Linked DNA regions of Rattus norvegicus: region 2 is linked to region 1. Evidence: chromatin contacts called from public Hi-C data. All regions are on one chromosome and are shown on one strand. Each heading gives the region's core, a stretch centred on a gene start, on an enhancer-like site or on the middle of the called end of the contact. The rest is flanking DNA. Distances are from core to core; before and after follow the strand shown. Region 1 has its middle 34 kb from the start of Rpl36l6. Region 2 holds the start of Zfp36l1 (zinc finger protein 36, C3H type-like 1).

Region 1 (6,453 bases), core at 2,554-5,053:
AATAACAAGCCAGAGAATGAGAACGAGCCAGAGATTAGAACATATTACCAAAGTTAGTATGAAGCCAAGCAGAGCTTTTCAGTCAGAGCCTGAGAGAGAAGCCAGATTGACTCAGTCAGCTTGGAGAGGAGCGTGAGTCAGAACAGCTGGGTTGAATCAGCCAGGCAAAGATCAGAAAGAACACGAAAGTATGAGTTCATTCAGCCTTCTCAGAGCTGTAATATTCTAGTCCTAGATTAGATTGTACGGAAGCTAGAAGCCTCTGAGACAATATTTACATAAGGCAGAAAAAGGTTACTTATACACCGGGTGGAGCAGGAAGAAGAACAGGAGGAAGGCAGGAACAATACCAACATCGGCCAATAGTTCATAAAGAATAGTAGATCTAAGTGACCACTTTTCATATACAAAGACAACGACACAAGAGAAAGTATGAAAGGGGAAGACTTCTGAAAGTACAAATAAGAACACAGGTGATAATATTTGTGATTTTGGTTAGACAAGAATTCTTATATATGACACTGAAAATATAACTCATAAATCTGATAAGTTTGATTTCATCAAAATTTAAAATCTCCATTAAAAGGATAAAAAGAAAGCCACCAACCGAGGGAAAATATTTACAAGAACTCCATCTTGACAGAGGATGTGTACATAAAATAAACAAGCCCTCAAAACTCTGTAAAAAATTTCTAATTATTAGATAACTGAATATAACCCTTCACCAAAGAAAAAATAAACACAGAAAAATATGTTCCGCATCATTAATCACAAAATTGAAATCACAGTGAGAAGCCACATATTTTTGAATGGCTAAAAGAAAAAAATATTAAAGACAAAACAACACACACTCATGCATACATGCATGCACAAACACACATAGAGGCCCTTCTCTCCAAGGCCTACTAGCTGTTTTTGATCCCTGGAACTCAATGGTTGAGAGAGAGAATCCACAAGTCATCCTCTGATCTTTACACATGTGCTGTGGTACATATGACTCCCATCCCCCACTCCATAAATAATGTTAAAAAAGAAGAAAGGAGAGAAACCATGCTATATCAGCAGCTGGGGAAACAACTAGAACTCTTGTACATTGCTTATGAGAATTCAAAGTAGTATCCTCATTTTGAAAACAGTGTTGACAATTTAATATAAAAACAACCATCCAGAAATACCACTGTACTGACTAGTTTTGTGTGTCAACTTGACACAAGCTGCAATTATCACAGAAAAAGGAGCCTCAGTTGAGGAAATGCCTTCATGAGATTCACCTGTAAGGCATTTTCTCCACTAGTGATCAAGGTGGGAGGACCCAGTCCATTGTGGGTGGGGCCATTCCTGGGCTGGTGGTCTTGGGTTCTATAAGAGAGCAAGCTGAGCAAGCCAGGGGAAGCAAGCCAGTAAGTAACATCCCTCCATGGCCTCTGCATCAGCTCCGGCTTCCTGGCCTGCTTGAGTTCCAGTCCTGACTTCCTTTGGTGATGAGCAGCAATGTGGAAGTGTAAGCTGAATAAACCCTTTCCTCCCCAACTTGCTACTTGGTCATGATGTTTGTTCAGGAATAGAAACCCTCACTAAGACAACCACTTTGATATTTTCCAAGAGGAATGAAAAACTCAGGTCCTGTAAAACCTTGTAAACAAATACTTATAATGGCTTTCATCGCAATGGTCCAAAGCAGGACATAACTCAAAGGAACTTGGGTGACTGAAGGAAAAAACGGCAAAGCCCTCTTTGTGGTGGAACAGACCTCATGGGTGAAATGCATGCCTGGCATGGAGAGTAAAGCAAACAACTGGTGCGTTAGGCAAAGCCAACTCAGCCAGGTGAACACAGCGCACAACGCCACTGAAGTGGCATTCAGGAGTGGTCAAAACTCTAGTGGGACAGGAATTCCCGAGGAATTGTTTGGGGATTCGTGCTGGGAGAGAGGTGGACTGACAAGAAGTGTTGAACTTGGGGTAGAGGGATACCTTGGGGATGTAGTGCTCACATGACCGCATGCATCTATTAGTGAAGGCCCTTAGAGCTAGAGTTTACTTATTTATTTATTTTTTTTTTTTTTTGGTTCTTTTTTTTTTTTTTTCCAGAGCTGGGGACAGAACCCAGGGCCTTGCGCTTCCTAGGCAAGCGCTCTACCACTGAGCTAAATCCCCAACCCCAACTTATTTATTTTTATTATATGTGCATGCACATTTGGGTTCCTGCAGAGGCCAGAAGGAGGCATTGAACTGAAGTTAGAGGAGGTGGTGTGGCCCCGAACATGGATGCTGGGAGCTGATTCAAGTCTTCTGCAAGAACAGTATGTGTTCTTAACCACTATGCCATCCTAGCTCTCTAGCCCCAGAACTAGAGGTTAAAAGTGGGTAAACTTTAGTATGTGTAAAGTCTATCTCAACAAATGACTTAACACACACACACACACACACACACACACACACACGCACGCGCTCACATGTGTGAGCATGCTTATACACCACACACACATACCACAATTCAAGTATATTTCAGGGTGACTTCTTGGGGAAGACCCACCTGAGGCATCATTCCCAATTATCTCTGTGTGCCAGCGTCTTCAGCCAGGTCCTCCACAACCCTGCTGTTTGTGTTTCTCCAGGGCTGGGAAGAAATTGGTTGTCAATTGTTGAAGCCCTTGTTTTCACTGAAGCCCTTGTTTTCACTGAAGCCCTTGTTTTTCACTGAAGCACCCTGGATGACCAGTAGGTCAAGGTGAGGGGAGTCTCTGACAGAATGAGAGAGGAAGAGGGCATGGGAAGGGTGACAGTTTTGCACTGTCTGGAGAAGGGTGAGGTGGGAGCCGAGCCTTCAGTTTGGTTCCTGTCTTTGGGTTGTTCCTACCCTTCCTGTCGAGGACAGAGGTTAGGTGCTCCCTGGAAGGTGCTGACTTAGTTCCCCCATCTTTGCTCTTGGCTTGCTCCTGTCAACTTACAGTCTTCCCTCCCAACCTGTGATCCCCTCCTAGGCTTCCTTCCTCTGGGCCTCCTCCTCCGCCTCATGATTATTCAATACCCAAACAAGCTTTGGGACTCTTCTTCTAGGGCAATTAAACATGAATGGCCTCTGGATCCCCATCTTGGTCCATTTCCACTTCTCTGGAGCTTTTGGGATTCAGGTTACCTGGGGTGTTTCGGTCTTGCTAGAGGCTTCACAGCTAGTAAGAACACTGGTTCTTCTGGAGCAAATGTCATGAAGCAGACTTCGGTGGTCTTGTTATGAGGATGATGAACAGAAAGAGGATTGGCTGTGGACACCTGCTTGGGCAGAGGCTGTTCCTAAGAATTTCCCCATTCATTGCCTCTCTCCTTCCCTTCCTCCCTTCCTCCCTCCTTCCCTCCCCCTTCCTTCCTTCCTCCCCTACCCTCTTTTCTTCCTCCTTCCCCCTCCCTCCCTCCTCTTTCCTCCTCTTCCTCTTCCTCCTCCTCTTTTTTGAGACAAGGTTTCTCCGTGTAGGCCTGGCTGTCCTAAAACTCACTCTGTAGACAGGCCTACCTCAAACTCAGAGATCCTCCTGCCTCTGCCTCCCAAATGCTGGGACTAAGGGTGTGTGTCCCCTCCCCCATTCCCAGCTATTTATTGCATTTCTGAGAGACATTTTCCTAAGGCATGAAATGCAGAACAGCCCTTCTAGGTGACCAGAGGATTTGGGAAGACACAGTGAGCCACAAGACTGTCTGATTCAGTCTTCTTATGCCGTATGCACACCCCACTTGTCAAGACAAAGGCCCACAGCTGGCCCAGGAGTCAACCCGAGGCTCCCACTGTTCTGAGTGAGTTCTGCTGTCTAGTAAACCACGAACACTGTGGGTGTAACACTAGGTGACAGCAATGGGAGCTGACTCACTTGTGCAGGTTTTGAATCAGACCAATGCTATTTCCTTTGGTTTCTGGTGGGCCACGCCAGATTCCTCAGGACACCTGTTGCTGAATTCGGGTTTTGGTGGATGATGGGGAGTTGCCTGAGAGCCTGAGGTTTGTTAGAGAGAAGCATTTTCCAAGAGACTAAGCCGAAGTTTTATGGAACGCTGGTGGGACAGAGGGACAGAGGGACAGAAGAGGCCTTGCCCAGGAGAGAGGGCTCAGCTACAGAGCCCAAGAAGAGGTGGGGATGTGTAATGTTACTTAGTGTAAATAAGTTTTGGTGGAGGTCCGGAGAGTGTAGAAAGAAAAGATACAAAGAGAGGGCGGATTTCTTTCTCCCCCTCCAAGCTGAATGTGTGAATTGCATTGTCTTACAAGTGTCCTGGAGCGAGACCTGAGTAGGCTGAGGACCCATAGCTGGCTGATGACAGGCTGCCAGAGCAGGGCTGTCTAGCTAGTGGCTACCAGTCACCAGGGGCTTCCCTGGGCCCAAGAGCTCGGAAGAGTTTCCAGGGACCCTGCTTGAGAAGGATCTGGGGATCTCCTTGAATAATTCAAACATGAAGTCCTCTCCTTCTCTCCCACTTCTTTCTTCCTGGACTCCTGCTGTTGTCTTGAGCTTTATCTGTTCAAAAGAGGGAGGGTGTGGAGCAAGACACTGTAGGGACAACTCTGGTACATGTCCATGCCAGTGACGAGAAGTGGGGAGGCAAAGACCCAGGAGGGACCTTGGAAAAACTGCAGAACCTAGGTATGGGTCTTCCTGGGTCTACTGCCAGGCCCTGTGTGACCGCCCCAAATTTTCCCTTGATCCCTCTTCTCTCTCCAGGGAGAAAGTTTTATTCCTGTTCCCAGTGACCCTCCTCAGCTAATCTTATTGGGTAGAGAAATGAGTGATTCCTTGCCAAGGACTCTGGGAGAAGAGCCTGCCCTACTCAGTGCTTCCCTGGGGAGCGGGACAGTCGAAGCAGTGTCTGAGTGTGTGTGTGTTTGGCTAGTGCCAGCCTCATGTAGCAGCCTCACATAGGACTGTAGTAGTGGGGAGGATCCTACGGTGTTCCCTCCCACTTCTTAAAGGCGAAACCCACAGGAACATGGGGATCTGGGCCCTGGCTTCTGAGCAGCCCTTTTCCCACCTTTAGTGTGGGCAGTTTATATACTAATGGCCCACCGCACCCCAGGAGGGGGTGAATGGGGATCCATTTGTTTTTCCAGAGTTTGACCTCTCGGCAAAACTCTTACCCCAAAAAGTGTGGGTTTAAGTGAGCATAAATCAGCCCCTTTGAAATGCAGAAGCAGCTTGGGAAAGCCCCCTTTGATATGCAACTTGGAACCCCGGCCCTTAAAACCTGGGTTAATTCTCTCACTTTATTGGAGGCAGAGAAAGGGAAGAGGAGGAAACCCAGGACCCGCTCATTAAGTCTGGGACTTGAAAAGCTTGGGGTAGCAGCCCGGCGGCTGCAACGAAGTCAGGAAAGCAGAGCGGCCCTGGGAAAAGCAGCCCAGTCCCGGAGCGCTCTAATCCTGGTTCCCACCCAGACAGATGAGACGCGAGGGTGGAGAAGAGAGGAGGGGGCAGGCAGCAAGGGGAGGGGCTCCGGAGGATGGGGGGTGGTTACTACGGAGACGGGGAGGGCGCGGGGAGAGGAGAAAGCCAAGGGCTAAGTTGGCAATTTCCTGAAAAGAACTGAGAATTCGAGAGTGTAGGTCTCATTCACTGGGCAGTGTGTGCTTTCATTGGTCTGGGGGTTGTGGCCCCCTGTGTGCGGCTTGCCTGTTACCTCCTGGCTGGGTCTGGGACCTTCATTAGAAACATCTGTGGCTTGCTGACCCCTGTCACAGGGCGGGTGGGGGAGTAAAGTCCAGAGGGTTCCTTAGGATTTTCAGACATGGGTGCGGTCCTGAAATTGCAAGGCCGTCCCCTACCCGACTCCCAGAAGGTAGGAGAGGCTGGGGCTCTCAAAGACATATATGATGCTGGTTTGGGGAGTGCACATCCTGGGTTTTCCAGGGTGTTTGCCACTGTGGTCCCTACAAGACACAAGCTGCTCACTTGGGACACTGCAGCTGCAGGAACTTGGGGAGTGCTTAAAGTCCCTGACTGGGCTGACAGGCAGTCCTGAAGCCCCAAAGGCTGATCCAGGCAGGGACTCTGCAGCTAAGAGCCTATCTGATAGCTCTCACTCTGCTGAAAACTAAAAGCTTGTTTCTCCGTCTAGGCTGGGGGAGAGGGGAGCTGATAGGTACTTGCTAGCCCCTGATCTCCCCCTGACCTCTGGGCTCTGGATTCTGGAGAACACATTCGTCCTGTCCTTGTCATAAGCCCTGACTCTGTAGGCTGGGGTTTTGCACACATACATACTACACTCAGGGTCAACTTAGGATCATCATTAACTGACTGATAAACCTCTCAACACATGTCCCCGGTCCTCTCTCCTCATGGACTTAGGAACCCACCTCCATTTGAAGAACTTTACCTCCGTCTGGGGCTCAGCTTGTATCACTCAGTTTCTTTCCTGTGTCATAAACTATAACCTTATTCCTCAATGGATTTCAGACCAGGGCCCAAACAGC
Region 2 (6,453 bases), core at 2,391-4,890, 85 kb before region 1:
AGGATCTGGACTGCCCTGTCCTTGGGGTCATTGCCTGGTTCTGGAGGATGTGACAGCTCAATGATACTAAGTGCTCTGAGGGGCTTAGGACTTAAACACATAGGAGACTGGTTTCTACCCCTATTCGAAGACTCCCATGCCTACTGTTTGCATTTGTAGTAATAATCAGAATATTCAGAAAGGTTACACAACAGGTTCTCGTGACACATTCCTAGCCCACCTGACTCTTCCCAGGCTCCCCTGAATACACAAATTTGAGGCCAGCCTAGGCAACATAGCAAGACCTCGTGTCAATAATAAATAAAAATAAATCACAGCTAGAAGACAGAACCAACACTTGAATCCCCAACTGCTCAGTGCCAGTTCCTTGGGTCCATCCTTAGAGGATCTGAATCACTGTGCCTGGGGTCCACAATCCAGACAGGTAACCCAGGTAACTTCAGGGCTTCACTGGGCCAGTTCTTTTTACCTTTAACACAGGGAAATCGAGGCCACCCCCAGGGCTCAAGTAGCAAGGACTGGGAAAGATCAGATTTCAATCCGAAGCCTTTGGGAGATTTCGCAAATGACCGGGAGCCTAGGAGGAAACGCAACCCCTCTAGGCTCTCAGAGGCGTCGCCTGGCGCCACTGACCGGTTCCGCCTTCTGGGGGCAGGCGACCCCGCGCCGCAAGCTCCCCCTCAGCAAGGTCAACTGGTTCGGCTCGGGTTTGGCGGACTCACACAGTCTCCTCACCTCCGGACTTCCCGAGGACTTTCACTTTCTCGGGTCTCAAAACCTCGCGGCCCCGCCCCCACCCCCAAAATACCTGCGCGGCCGGGGACGCGCGAACCGGAAGTCGGCGACAGCGGCGCCCCCCGGGCGGAAGCGGCGGCGCAGGTGAAGGCGGCGGCCTGTGCGGCCCGGCGCATGGGAGGCCTGGGCTCGAGTCTCTGGAGCCTCGCGGCTTGGCTCAGGCTGGCTGGGTACCTGCGGCCTACCTGCGGGTCTCCGGCCTCTGCGCGGGCCTTGTGTCCTAGACGCAGGGTTAGCGAAGGGTTAAGGAGTGCTCCCTCCCCCCACCTCCCTGGAAAGTCCCCTAAATGACGTTGCAACCCGACAATTAGAAAAAAGAGTTTAATTATAGAGACGGGCTCTGGGAGCAGGAACAAACCCGGGCGGTCGGCGGGGCGGGTAAACAACCCGGGAGCGCGCCGCCCGCGGAGCCCGCGCCCCGGGAAGCGGGGGAGGGGAGGCCCAAGGGAGCTGGGAAGGGGTAGGAAATTCGAGGAATCGCCTTTCTTCTTTGAGAGAGAGAGAGAGAAAAAAAAAGAAAAACAACAAAATTACTTAGGCAGTTCGGAGTGTCCAAGCCCGCTCCGCCGCCCCAGGGACAGCACCACCGGGCGAGGTCGCCCCTCCCCGGTCAGAGTCTCCCGCAGCTGAGCTCCGCAAACACTCGGGAGTTTAGACCAGCCGGGCGGGTCGTGCGGAATGAAAAGCCGAAATAGCTTCACATCAGGACTCAGTCTAACCTTGTGGTTTTAACGCACCCTGTTCTGTCCCGAAATCTGGAACTCATTACCTCATCACCGAGAAACGGCACGAAATCCGCGCGCACACATCAACCCCCTTGGAACTGGGGAGGGGACCGAGCAAACATCCCTTTAAAAAGAAACCTACAAACCCGAATGATTTAAATTAAGGTGGATGGAAGTTATTTCCCTTCTTGCCGCTTGCCAGATTTCAAGAAAAGATGAAAAATGGGAGCGGGGGAGGGAAGCAACCGGCGGCTGGACAGCAGCAGCACCAAAACCCAGGGGCAGCAGCCGTGTTAAAAATGGGGGAGCCATCAATTCAAGTCACTGGAGACGAATCAAGCAGAGACTCCGCGGGGAATTAATGTTAGGCTCGTGGGCTGCAGCAAAAGTCGTGTTTCGCAAAGTTAAAAGAAAAAAAACTTGTTTCTAAAACAGTTGTGATTTGGATGGTTTCCCTGGGTTTGCCCAGAAGCTGGCGATAAATAAAGTTTTGTTTTTTTTTTTAAAGTGTGCGTGTGTGTAAGGGGTGGTGCGCCTCGAACGCTCCGCTCCGCCCGCTCCGTCCTTTCCAGAGAAACGTACTTGTAATGGGGTGACCTAATTACATCGCAATGGAACTCGCTCGTAGCCACTCGGCTCACCGGGTTTCATAACAGACCCGGCGGCCTCGAATGCTGGGAAGAAACGTGCGAGGCCTGGGCGGCGCGGCCCGCGATTTCCGCCCGGGTCTCCACTGCAGCACGCGAGCCTGTGCCGGTGGGAGGCAGCCAAACCTAATAGTAAATAAACACATAGTTCGCGGTTTTAAAGGGCGGTATAATTCATTGAAGGCCATTGGGTTCCGTGGGTCTTATTGCTTGGCACCCCCAAACAGGGCATAGTGACAAGCCATATGTTCCGTTCGCGTGGGGGCGGGAGAGCAGCAAGAAGTTAAAAGTGTCGCTTCCCCCACCTCTACCTTCCTTCTTACCAAAGTAACTTCTTTCCCCTTGTTTTTAACATTCGGGGATGTGTGGAGGAGGTAGCCCGAATTCAAAGCGCGCGCGGAAAGTGACTTGTTGCTCTTTTATTTTCAAGGGGCGCCCATGAAAATCTGGATTTTTCTGTAGTAGCAAGTTTAAAGATCGGTTGTGTGAACGAGACGCCCCAACTAGGTCTGTCTAAAAGAATTCTGCCCAGGCAGTGGTCTAGTCCACGGTGCCCCCACCCTACCGGGCCAGCGCAGGCTGCGGGCCAGCACGCGTGTACACGAGCGCTGCGCGCAAAATCCTGCTGCTCTCGCCCCCGCCAGGCTGGGCTCTCCGGGAGGAAAAGTTTCTCTGGTCACCCCTACTTCTCTTTCCCATTGGTGGGAAACAACAAACATAAAACTCTTGACTCGAACATTTGGGGTGCTCCGCATTCCTAAACTCCTCTCCCGGCTCGTTTTGCGATGGGTAGCCGGGTGTGGACAGGGAAGTCAGGAGACGGTAAGTCGTGCGGGAACTTGGAGAAGTTTCAAGGGACACTAGCTCAAGATGGAAACCGCAGCCCTGGCCCGCTCGGGACCAGCTTCAGCTCCTGCTAGAGAAAAAAAGAGTAAGAGAGGAGAGGAGAGAAAGGGGGGTTGGGGGAAGAGAGTCGAGCCCGCCTTCCAACCCTTAAAAAAAAAAAAAAAATCAACAAACACAACAACCAGAACTCAGAAGGGGGTGGAATGAGTGATGTCACAGAGCCGAGCAGCGAGGCTGACAAAGGGTGGGCCCCCCTCCCCCTCTGCCCGGCTCGGCCCAGGGGAGGGGCGCCCCCAGAGCCCGGGAGCGGAGCCCGCGGACTCGAAACTTTTCCTCTTTAAGAAAAAAAAGTTTTGCGCCGCTCCGAGTGCTTTTTTTTTTTTTCCGCCTTCTTTCCTCGTCTCCCTCCCCCTTCTTCCTTTTGAAAGTTTCTTTCCTCCCTCCCTCCCCCTCCCTCCCTCTTGACCGCATGGCTGATTCAACCTCGGTGTCAATCAACTTTTTTTCCACCTCCTCTTCTTCATTTAAATAAGTTTAAAGCTCCTCCTTCCACCCTCCCAACCCTCATATCTTATAAATTGGGCTTTGCTCGCCGCAGCCCGGGAGAGTCAGAAAGGCGAGGGGCGCCGGGAGCAGGCGTGTGGGACTCCTGACCGGAGAGCCGGAGGCTGCGCCTTCCCCGCACCGGGACCTTCACGACACAACAGATCCTAGTCCTTGCCCCGTGCGAACGCCCACGATGACCACCACCCTCGTGTCCGCCACCATTTTCGACTTGAGCGAAGTTTTATGCAAGGTAAAGTAGGGCGGAGCGTTGGCTTTTTGAAAGTTTCTCTTGGGCTTAAAGAAACTAAAAGTTTGGGTCTGGGGAAACAGCGTAGAGGGAGTGAAGGACTCATTGCTTGTGTTTCCCTCCATGGTGAAGGAATTTGGTCATGTCGTCCTCACTCCCAAGTTTCAGGTCCCAGGTGAAGTTCTATATGAATTCGGGGAGCAAAGTTCTGGGCGACTGCTCCAGTTTGCGGGGCAAGGAAGTGCGGAACAGTGGTTAGGATTGGGACAAATTTTGAAGGGTTCTTTTCTGCATGGTGCACCGCTGGAGCTGGGGTAAGCGGATGGGTTCGGCTTCACGGTGTGCACTCTGGGTTTTCTGTGCCCGCTGGAGGTGTTCGAGGTTACTCAACACCTTTTGCTAGCCTGTGGCGTAGGGGTCTCTAGGAAAAACCAAGACTTAGGGCGGTATGTGACTGGGAGAATTTTCTTGTCTGCTTTGGGAGGCTAATAGGTAATGCGGCGAAGAAAAAAGACCAACTTAAGGTTCAAAAAGATGTAGGCAAAGTGACTCTGTAGTGGAGTTTGTCCGCCCCAGCTGAACTAGGCTTCCTCCGCGAGAGCTGGTCGATCATGCTGCAAACTTTGGGCTGAAAGTGTTTGCTTACCTGTGTGTGAGGCACTACGGTTCGTTGACTAAGGAATAGGGGAACAAAATGCTGCCAGACCTCAAGTTCCCGCCAGTTAGGATTTAAGAGGGCCAAAATGGGGTAGTTTGCCAGTCAGGTTTTCGGAAAGCAAAACAAAACACAAACTTTTAAAACCGTAATGTTCCAAGAGTGCGGTTGAAATGTTCAACTCTGTGGATGTTGTTAATTTTTTACCCACTCTACATCCCCCAACCCCCCAATTTGAAAGGCTGAAGCTGCTAGGCTACTTTTAATTGCTGAACTGTTTTTGCCTTCCCTTAAACACGTCGGGTCATGTTGCTCTCTTCCTAGCTTGCTGCTCCTGTCGATGCAGCTGCCAAGGCCCCAGGGCTGCAGGGTTGGGGTGCAGGGCCTTGCCGGAGCAGTAGAGCAACATCAAAACTTTGCATTTTCGGCTTCTTTCCCTCCCTGCGTTTTTCCAAGTCTGTTTGCCCCGGCGGCTGCCTGAGCTAGGCAACTCCATCCTTCTCGTCCCTGCTGCCCGCTCTTTGATCTATTTCTCTTTCTTTTGCCCCCTCCCCCCGCAGGACTTTTTAAATGAACCTCATTGTTGGGAACCGGCTCTCCTCTGGGTTCCTGTAATCCGCTCGGTGGGGTGGTTGCGGTTACAGGGTTACCGATTCCCGATCCCCTGCTGCTGATCCTAAGGGACTAACTTTAGAATTTGCACAATGACACACACCCACATGTGTCAGGGGCCTGGAGATAACTTTCAAGTTTCCTACCCCCACTCTTTCTAAATCTTAGGTCGTTTGAGCAGGTGACTAGGGTTTGTCCTGTCCCTGCTCACCTCCCCCCACCCCTTCAACACACACAATTGACTGAGTCGTGGAGTGTGTGTGTGCTGGTACGTTCTCATCTGCACTTTGGTTCAAGATTAAACACTGGAGCTCTTATCCAGACCTCTCTTGCAGCCAGGAGACCAAGTGCAAAGGCATCTTTCCAGTGAAAGGGGGTGGGGAATGCTGGGAGTTGTCCCTCCCAGGGTCTGGGGTACCCTTCCTGAAGCTTGGGGGCCATGCATTTGTGTTTTCAGACACCATATAGCCTTCTCCCCACATCCCAGACTAGGCCCTTCTGAAAGGAAGGAAAAAGTGCAGTTTGAAGACCTGTTGCCAAAGGAAGGGTACATTTGTGGAAGAGGAAATGGAGTGTGGGGCTAGATTTTATGTGTGTGGGGGTGGGGGGAGGGGATGGCGGGTAAGCAGGGACTGATTGAGAGAGGATTTGGCTCTGGTGCTTAGTCTTCTAAACTTCTAAACCTGGTTTACCTGATTCTGTTAGGGGAAGAAAAGTTAGAGGGGACTGTCTTGTGTGAAAGATTCTGAGTTAAGGAATGTTTGAACCAGGGCCTGGATTTTCGAGTGAAAAAATTGGCTTTGGGGGTCAAGCTGCGTATCGGGTCAGCATGGAGCAGGTTGAATACGTAACTTTTTTTCTTCCACACAGGGCAGGGTTTTGTAGTTTCTTATGAGCAGTGCCAAAATAAACCCCAGGTGGCTCCTTTTAGAGAGACAGGCCTATCAGATGAAAGGTGCTGTCCTTTGTGGACACCATGCCCTGACCTCGTGGATGTCCTCAGTCACTCACCGGTCCTTTTCTCCCCCCTCCCTCCAGGGTAACAAGATGCTCAACTACAGCACTCCCAGTGCTGGGGGCTGCCTGCTGGACAGGAAGGCAGTGGGCACCCCTGCTGGCGGGGGCTTCCCTCGGAGGCACTCGGTCACTCTGCCCAGCTCCAAGTTCCATCAGAACCAGCTTCTCAGCAGTCTTAAGGGTGAGCCGGCCCCGACCCTGAGCTCACGCGACAGCCGCTTTCGAGACCGCTCTTTCTCCGAAGGGGGCGAGCGGCTGCTGCCCACTCAGAAGCAGCCTGGGAGCGGCCAGGTCAACTCCAGCCGCTACAAAACGGAGCTGTGCCGCCCCTTCGAAGAAAACGGTGCCTGTAAGTACGGGGAC

The links. A called contact is a pair of places that touch in the nucleus more often than the background predicts.
Region 2: a contact with region 1 is called in a Hi-C map of the Rat2 cell line, with 2.5 times the contacts expected there. The contact joins the promoter of Zfp36l1 here to the enhancer-like site in region 1. A contact is called at or near these places in 3 of 12 Hi-C or Micro-C datasets (the Rat2 cell line, mammary epithelial cells and psoas muscle).

The regions. Positions count from the first base shown.
Region 1 is chr6:104,581,256-104,587,708 of GRCr8, reverse strand. No RefSeq gene overlaps it. Among named protein-coding and RNA genes, the nearest start is that of Rpl36l6, 34 kb to the right of the region's middle. Within about 2 kb of position 3,803, at least 24 of the 93 cell types and tissues checked have an H3K27ac peak or open chromatin away from gene starts, as enhancers often do.
Region 2 is chr6:104,665,877-104,672,329 of GRCr8, reverse strand. It overlaps Zfp36l1 (zinc finger protein 36, C3H type-like 1), which reads left to right and starts at 3,640. Exons shown (of 2, transcript NM_017172.2): 1 at 3,640-3,809; 2 at 6,112-6,453. The coding sequence starts at 3,753.